2 separate regions of the Mus musculus genome follow, and region 1 is linked to region 2. A link is a contact called in public Hi-C data. All regions are on one chromosome and are shown on one strand. The core of a region is the stretch at or near the end of the contact, and the rest is flanking DNA. Distances in the headings are between cores, read along the strand shown. Region 1 overlaps Uvrag (UV radiation resistance associated gene). Region 2 overlaps Uvrag (UV radiation resistance associated gene).

The links. Hi-C and Micro-C count contacts between places; a contact is called where the count stands out from the background.
Region 1: a Hi-C map of bone marrow-derived macrophages shows a contact between it and region 2, with 26 read pairs. The contact joins two enhancer-like sites. A contact is called at or near these places in 1 of 39 promoter capture datasets (cranial neural crest), 8 of 484 Hi-C or Micro-C datasets (the AML12 cell line, bone marrow-derived macrophages, brain and 5 more), 3 of 115 datasets of contacts at active chromatin or transcription factors (large pre-B cells, memory CD8 T cells and microglia) and 4 of 9 other capture datasets (adipose tissue, embryonic trunk, liver and 1 more).

Annotation. Positions count from the first base shown.
Region 1 is chr7:99,089,808-99,093,564 of GRCm38.p6, reverse strand. All of the region lies in intron 4 of Uvrag (UV radiation resistance associated gene), which reads left to right. It also overlaps the pseudogene Gm33882. Among named protein-coding and RNA genes, the nearest start is that of Uvrag, 49 kb to the left of the region's middle. Within about 2 kb of position 2,499, at least 26 of the 459 cell types and tissues checked have an H3K27ac peak or open chromatin away from gene starts, as enhancers often do. A contact at or near this core is called in bone marrow-derived macrophages, where this site is marked.
Region 2 is chr7:98,941,497-98,945,195 of GRCm38.p6, reverse strand. The region is part of intron 12 of Uvrag (UV radiation resistance associated gene); the gene reads left to right. Among named protein-coding and RNA genes, the nearest start is that of Gm33827, 67 kb to the right of the region's middle. Within about 2 kb of position 1,250, at least 11 of the 459 cell types and tissues checked have an H3K27ac peak or open chromatin away from gene starts, as enhancers often do. A contact at or near this core is called in bone marrow-derived macrophages, where this site is marked.

The DNA of each region.
Region 1 (3,757 bases), core at 1,250-3,749, 150 kb before region 2:
GATTTCTACCTCTATATTCCCATCTTTTTATGCCAATTTAAATCGATGCTGTTTTAGAGGTGGCTCAGTCAGTAAGGTCCTTGCTGCATAGCTGTGAGGGCCTGAATAAACTCTGCAGACCTATGTAAAAGCCACACCTATAGTGCCGATCTGTAAGCCAGCCCTGGGATGCTAAGATGAGGATCCCTGGAGTTGACTGGTCAGCCACCCTGCTGAATAGGCGAGCTCTGGGTCGTGTGAGAGTCCCTGCCTCAGAACATCAGGTAGAAAAAGACTGAGGAAGACATCTAATGTTGACCTCTGGCCTGCATACACTTGCATGCTCATTTGCAGATACACACTGCAGAGCAGTCAGGAACCAAAGTGAGACGAATAGGAAATGCCCCCCTCCCCAAACCTCAAGACCCAGCCCTAGTGACTCACTTCCTTTAGCAGGCTCCATTTTGTTAAGGTTCCCCAGCCTCTCCTATCAGCCTCATCATCGGGGAACCAAGTGTTCAAATACCCGAGCCAACGCGAGGATCATCGCACATTTAACACCCACCTTATATCTTTTGGGCGGGGTCTTATTTAGTTGCTACTACCCTTCAGTACATTGTCCAATAAAAATTAATGAGGGGCAAATCCTTGTTTTTCTTTCTTTTCCTGCCCTATCTTGAGGGGGAACATTCAGCTTTGGCTATTAAGTATAATATTACCAGATTATTCAGCCTTTCACTATTAAGTATATCAGATTATTTAGCCCTCTGCTATTAAGTATATTATTATCAGGTTAAGGAAGTTCCTTCTTGCTCTTAATCTATCCTGACAGATTTGATTCGTTAATATTTTGTTAAAGGAAACAATACCTCATTCCTGAGAGGTACTTGCCCTTTTCTTAGCAGTGTACGTGTCTGCTGGTCTGCTGCGGGTCTTAGCAGTGTCTGTGTCTGCTGGTCTGGTGCGGGTCTTAGCAGTGTCTGTGTCTGCTGGTCTGCTGCGGGTCTTAGCAGTGTCTGTGTCTGCTGGTCTGGTGCGGGTCTTAGCTGTGTCCATGTCCGCTGGTCTGGTGCAGGTCTTAGCAGTGTCCGTGTCCGCTGGTCTGGTGCGGGTCTTAGCAGTGTCCGTGTCCTCTGGTCTGGTGCGGGTCAGGCTGTTCTCACATGGGCTGCGCGTGTCTGCTTCTGGTTTTGGAGTTGTTGTAGATGTTTTACTGTTCTGCAAACATTTGACAGAATTTCTCAATGGAACCATCTGGGTGCTGAGACTTCTTTGCGGGGAGTTTTGAAGTGGGACTTACTGTCTCCGATGCAGGGCCGCCTCAGTGAGTGCTGATGGATTTTCTTTGAAAGTTGCCTGTTTCACCTGAGGTGTTATGTACATCGGTAGAGAGATATCCACCCTCATCACCAATCCTTTGGCTGTGGGTAGGTCTACAGCGAGCCTGCTGTGTTCTGTGCCTGGGGTTTTCTATCTTCTTCCTCTCCTGACCTGTCACTAGTGATGTAACAGTTTACTAACCTTAAGGTAGTGTGTGAGGGCATTGACTGTCTTTATCGTTTCAGGCTCATGAATCTGTTTTCAGCTTAGCATGGTTACTATTTTGCTTGCTGTAGATTTTCCTGGTTATTCTTTTTTTAGTTCTTAGAGAGAATGGAATTCCTGATTTGAGAACTTAACTTCTATCTTCAGAATAAGCATTTAGTAAAAAATTTTTAAGCATTGCTTTAGGCATAGTCCATACATTTCCCCTTGTGTTTTTACTCAGTTCCAAATACTTTCAAATGTATCTTTTTTATTCTTTGAGCATAATAGTATGCTAGTAACTTTTAAATATTTGTGGATTTTCTGGACATCTTCCTGTGGGTGATACCTACTTTCATTCTATTGAGTTTAGGAAAAGTCATTTCTGTGGTTTCATTGCTTTGAACTGTCTTTCTTAAGGCTCATTTTACGGCCCCAGATAGTCAATGCACAGTGGTAAATGCTCCATGAGTGTGTCGTGTGAACTCTGCTGTCAATCAGCAAATAGAATTCTTCATTCATAGTTAGGTGATGTTGGTCTCAAGTAAATCTGGAAGAAAGAGTTTGAGTCAACCAGAGAAGAGAAGTTGAGAGTGGGCCCAGAAGTTGATTTCTTCATTTTGAGCTGAGGAAATCAGAAGAAGTGGGGGAATTTGAAGCATTTGTTGATAGTGCTGGCACAGGGCATGCAGCACCCTGACGTGTGATGGCCGAGTCCTCATGCTTGGAGCTGAATGGGTGAAGCCTGGTGGCTGTATCCTCTTCCCCTTCCCGACACGCACACGCACACAATGCTCAGGGCCTTTCCTCAGTGCTGTGAGAAACAGAAGCACAGACACAGCAAGTGACTTATAAAGATATAGAAGTGCAGCTTTGGGGTAGATTATTAATTATTAATAATTAATAAACACAGTTCTTGTCTATTTTTTTCATGTGATCATCCCAGCACAGCTGAGTCAATTAAAGAGGAAGAATGAGACACACACTTCTCTCCGTGATCTAAGAGCTCTGTGATGTTTCATAATGTGTGCTCTGTCCTGTAGCCTGTTTTATTCAGTGTATTTTTCTTTCTTTTTTTTCTTTTTTTACATTTCAATTTTTTTCTTTAAAAGGAGTGAATTGTGTACAGGAGGGTTAAATGCTTTATAGACAAGAAAAAAAAACTGTGCTAGAACCAACTTATCCATCATCATCATCATCTTCATCTTTGTCTTCCTCTTTTCCCTCCTCTTCCTTATCCTCTTCATCCTTCTAATCATCTTCCTCTTCCTTCTTTATTTTGCTCTTTTCAGCCTTGAAACACCCCCCCCCCCCTTTCGCTGCATCAGGTTTTCCTTTAGCTCTGTAGGCAGCAATAGCCTTCTTGTACTTCTCCTTCAGCTTGGCAGCCTTCTTCTCATAGGGTTGCTTGTCATTCACTGCAGTGTTGTTCCACATCTCTCCTAGTTTCTTTGCAACATCACCAATGGATAAGCCACGATGCTTGCCTTTGATTTTGGGGCAGTACTCAGAACAGAACAAGAAGAAGGCCGAAGGAGGCCTCTTGGGTGCATTGGGGTCCTTGAACTTCTTTTTGGTCTCCCCTTTAGTGGGGATGTAGGTTTTCATTTTTCTTTTATAACGAGCCTTGTCAGCCTTTGCCATATCTTCAAATTTCCCTTTTTCTTTAGCAGACATGGTCTTCCACCTCTCTGAGCACTTCTTGGAGAACTCTGAGAAGTTGACAGAAGCATCCGGGTGCTTCTTCTTGTGCTCCTCCCAGCAGGTTTGCACAAAGAATGCTTATGAGGACATCTTGCCTCTTGGCTTCTTAGGATCTCCTTTCCCCATGTTTAGTTGATTTTCCTCCCCGAGGTACAGAGTTGCCCAGTGCCTGTCCATCAGTGTATTTTTTTATTAGTCAAAAACAGATAGATTGCTCTGAGATTTATAATCCCTGATCTCCAATACATCAGTAGACAATGTGGTTGTTTTTTGGTTTCACTTCTCCAGACAGTTTCCCATGCAGCTATGTCCTTCTGTCTTTTGGACACTCTTCAGAGCAGGGCTTCTCCACCTCACAGAGGTGGGAACTAACTAAAGTGCATGCTGCTGCAGGCAATTGGCTGCAGGGTTGGGAGTGTGTGCCATTACAAGCGATTGGCTGCAGGGTTGGAAGCATGCTGGGCACCTGGCTGCAAAAACTAGCTGCCTTTGATGTTGCCGCAGACCTGGGCCGCTGCCTTTTTAGCTCATATCTAATTTTCCAGTGAAC
Region 2 (3,699 bases), core at 1-2,500:
TTTCCTCCCGTGGTGGTTTCTAGGGTTTTTGTCAATTACCACAAACTTGATGGCTTAAAACAACTCTCATGGACAACTGAAGTCCAAAATCAAGGTGACAGTAGGGCCACACACTTTTCTTTCCCGTTGCTAAGCTCCTAGACATTTCCTGGCTGTAGCTGGGTAAGGTCACATGACCTCTCCTCTGCCTTCCCCTTATAAGCACACCTGCTGGATTTAAGACCCACCTGGATAATCAAAGATGATCTCATCCCTAGATCTTTTAATATTTTGTGACCCCTTTTCCAAGTAAGGTCACATTCACAGGTTCTGGGAATTAGGATTTGGACCTACTTTTTGGCAGGCCACCATTCCACCCTCTGTCCTTTACATGGTCCCCACCTCTGACTGGCCACCTGTACCCAAGATTTTTAGGATTGTGAGTAGCTGTAGTGAGACCAAGCATGCATACCTGTCACTCCCTGCTTCCAGAAGCCATGCAGAACAGATCCAGTGCTGTGTGTGTAAAAGTGCTGACCTCCCTCCAAGATGAACACCCCTGTTTCCTCCATCCTTGCCCTCAGTTGGCTGATGTTCTCCTGAGCAGTCATCCTGGGTGTGCCTCCCTGAAGGACACAGAGCAAGGGAGAATACTGCATTTATCCATGAAGACCGAGAAATGAGGTCATGTCTCTCCCACTAACTAAACGGTGACCCAGGCATCAGTGTCTTTGAAATAATAGTGACACTGTTGCACAGTCTAGTCATCCCCAGGTTTAGCCTCTCTGCTAATCCCACCAGGATCACATTAGCACTGGGAGCCCTGTCACAAATCTGCCCTCGATGAAATGGCTCTGCATAATGAGCCCCAAATCATTTTCACACATGATCTGTTTCTTTAATTCAAAAAATACTTGTTGAGTGTCCATTAGAAAAGGCAAAAGAAGAACAAAATCAAACCTGTTTCTGAGCTGGGCACAGTACGGCTCATACCTATAATCTTAATTCTCAGGAGGCTAAAGCCAGGAGGATTGTCTCAATTTTGAGGCAAGCCTGAGCTACATAGTAAGTTTTAGATCAGTTGTTCAGCCTTGTCCAAAAACAAAACAATCAAAAGACCCAGTGTTTATTCTGAGAGCTAGCCACTACTAAGGGAGACATTAGTATGCTGAGCTGTGTACTAAAAGAGACACGGACTAACCAAATATCACCCAGTGAGTGCAAAATTACAAACTGAGGTGACTGAGAAAGGAAGTGGGACAGATTGGTTAGGATGATGTAACCGCTCAGCGTGATGAGACCGGGCATAGAAGACCAAGGAAGGCTCCAGTATTAAAGGCCACCTTCTCCACCGGTCTGCAGGCCTTGGATGGACCTCTTCCATGCACACTGTGTTCATTGCTTACTGCTTCTGTAATCTTCACTGTGCACAGTAGGTGTAATTCTTTCTTTTTTTTTAAAGATTTATTTACTTTATTTATATGAGCACACTGTAGCTGTCAGACACACCAGAAGAGGGCATTGGATCCCATTATAAATGGTTGTGAGCCATTATGTGGTTGCTAGGATTTGAACTCAGGACCTCTGGAAGAGCAGTCAGTGCTCTTAACCTCTGAGCCATCTCTCCAGCCTGTAGGTGCAATCCTAATAGAACTTGGAAATGTATTTTAAGTTGAGAAATAACAAGATTGGCTATTTAGTTGTGTGCAGTGTTAATAATTCATATTGAATGTATTAACGGAAAATATGTTTCATATTTATTTGTTTCGTAGTACCCTTTCCTTCCTGTTTTTTGTTTCTTTGGTTTTTTTGTTTGTTTGTTTGTTTGTTTTGGGTTTTTTTTTTTTTTTTTTTTTTTTAGACAAGCTTTGCTGTAGCCCATGCCAATCTTGAACTTGCAGACCTCCTAGCGCTGGGGTTCCAGCACACTGGCTGTACTACTCTCCAGTAATAAGTCCTTTTGTGCTTTTAAGAATGTTTTTCTGTCTGTATGTGAGTAGCTGAGTTCTTATCTGTCTTTGATTCCCATCTCACGTCCTGATGGCCATGGGATTTTTTTCTCTTTGCAGTGGGTCCCACCTCTCCAGCTAGCTTAGGAGGTCTATAAACCCGCATGCCTCTGCAACAGGAGATGAATGTGAAAGTTATAAACAAAGTGTTCAACTTGAAGTGACCCATTAAGAATGTGGAAGGAGAACGAGACGTGAACTCTGTCCTAGTCCCTGGTCTGTTTTAGCGCTGCCCTGTTCCAACCTTTGTCTCTAATCACTCTCTGGTTTTGTTTTAATGTTACGCAGATACCTTGTGGCTCTTTCCACAGAGTCCCAGAGCAGTCATAATAAAGTCAAATGTTGTGAAATCCAGTTTTCACAAATGTAGAGGTTTGGTTTTCAACATGGGCTGATCTCAATTTACTCTTATGGTGTATGGAGTTTCTGAATTTATAACTTGAAAGTGGAGATGACGCTGGGTTGGGAGAACTGTTCAGAGTCTATGTGTGGTGGCTTATAGAAAACCCTGCAGCAGGCAGAGCTTTGGGACTCCTGCAGATTCCTCCAAAGAGCCTCATTGTTATGTCTACAAATATGTAGTTTCCCGCACCCCAGTCCATATGAGTGTGAATGGTTCCTGGCACTGTGAAACAACCACCACCACCACCACCACCACCACCCTCCCCCGGTGTTGCGTTGTGTGTCCTACCTTTGTTTGCAGTAGTTATCCCTCTCTACTGGCGATACACCACGCAGCATAGTTTATGCTTTATTGTCCCAGTTAAATACAAAGTTCTGTGTTCTTGATGGGTGTCTAAGACGTTTGGTTTCCTTTAGTAAATTTTCAGTTCATGACCTTGCTCCCTCCCCAATGCCTATAAATTTTACAGCACATCAGATTTACCTATTGAATACTATGAAACTGATAGCTCTTGAGAATGTAATAGAAAGCTTTTAAATTGTACTTCCTTTTTTATTATGCTTGAAAACTCTACACCCTCTGGACTTTCTTTATTAAAATGCATTTTTTTCTTCAGTCATTTGTGACAATCAAAACGGTTAGTAATTATTCTACACCATTCATTTCACTGTGGTTATGTTATTCTTGAGAGTAGTTCTACTTTACAGAGCCAAGCTAGATGTCATTTGTTTTATAACCCTAGGTTGTGGTTGATATTTTTTCTTTTAATTAGTGTATATTCATGGGACATTATGGTAAGCTTCAGAAATACAGTTTCTTTCAAATATATCATTAGCTTTGACCAAATCCACTCACTCTCTCTACCTTTCCTCCCCTTGGTCATCCCTCCTCACCCCTCCTGTCACACTCTCCTTCCTCCCCTTGGTCATCCCTCCTCACTCCTCCTGTCACACTCTCCTTCCTCCCCTTAGTCATCCCTCCTCACTCCTCCTGTCACACTCTCCTTCCTCCCCTTGGTCATCCCTCCTCACTCCTCCTGTCACACTCTCCTTCCTCCCCTTAGTCATCCCTCCTCACCCCTCCTGTCACACTCTCCTTCCTCCCCTTGGTCATCCCTCCTCACTCCTGTCACACTCTCCTTCCTCCCCTTAGTCATCCCTCCTCACTCCTCCTGTCACACTCTCCTTCCTCCCCTTGGTCATCCCTCCTCACCCCTCCTGTCACACTTTCCTTCCTCCCCTTGGTCATCCCTCCTCACCCCTCCTGTCACACTCTCCTTCCTCCCCTTAGTCATCGATCCTCACTCCT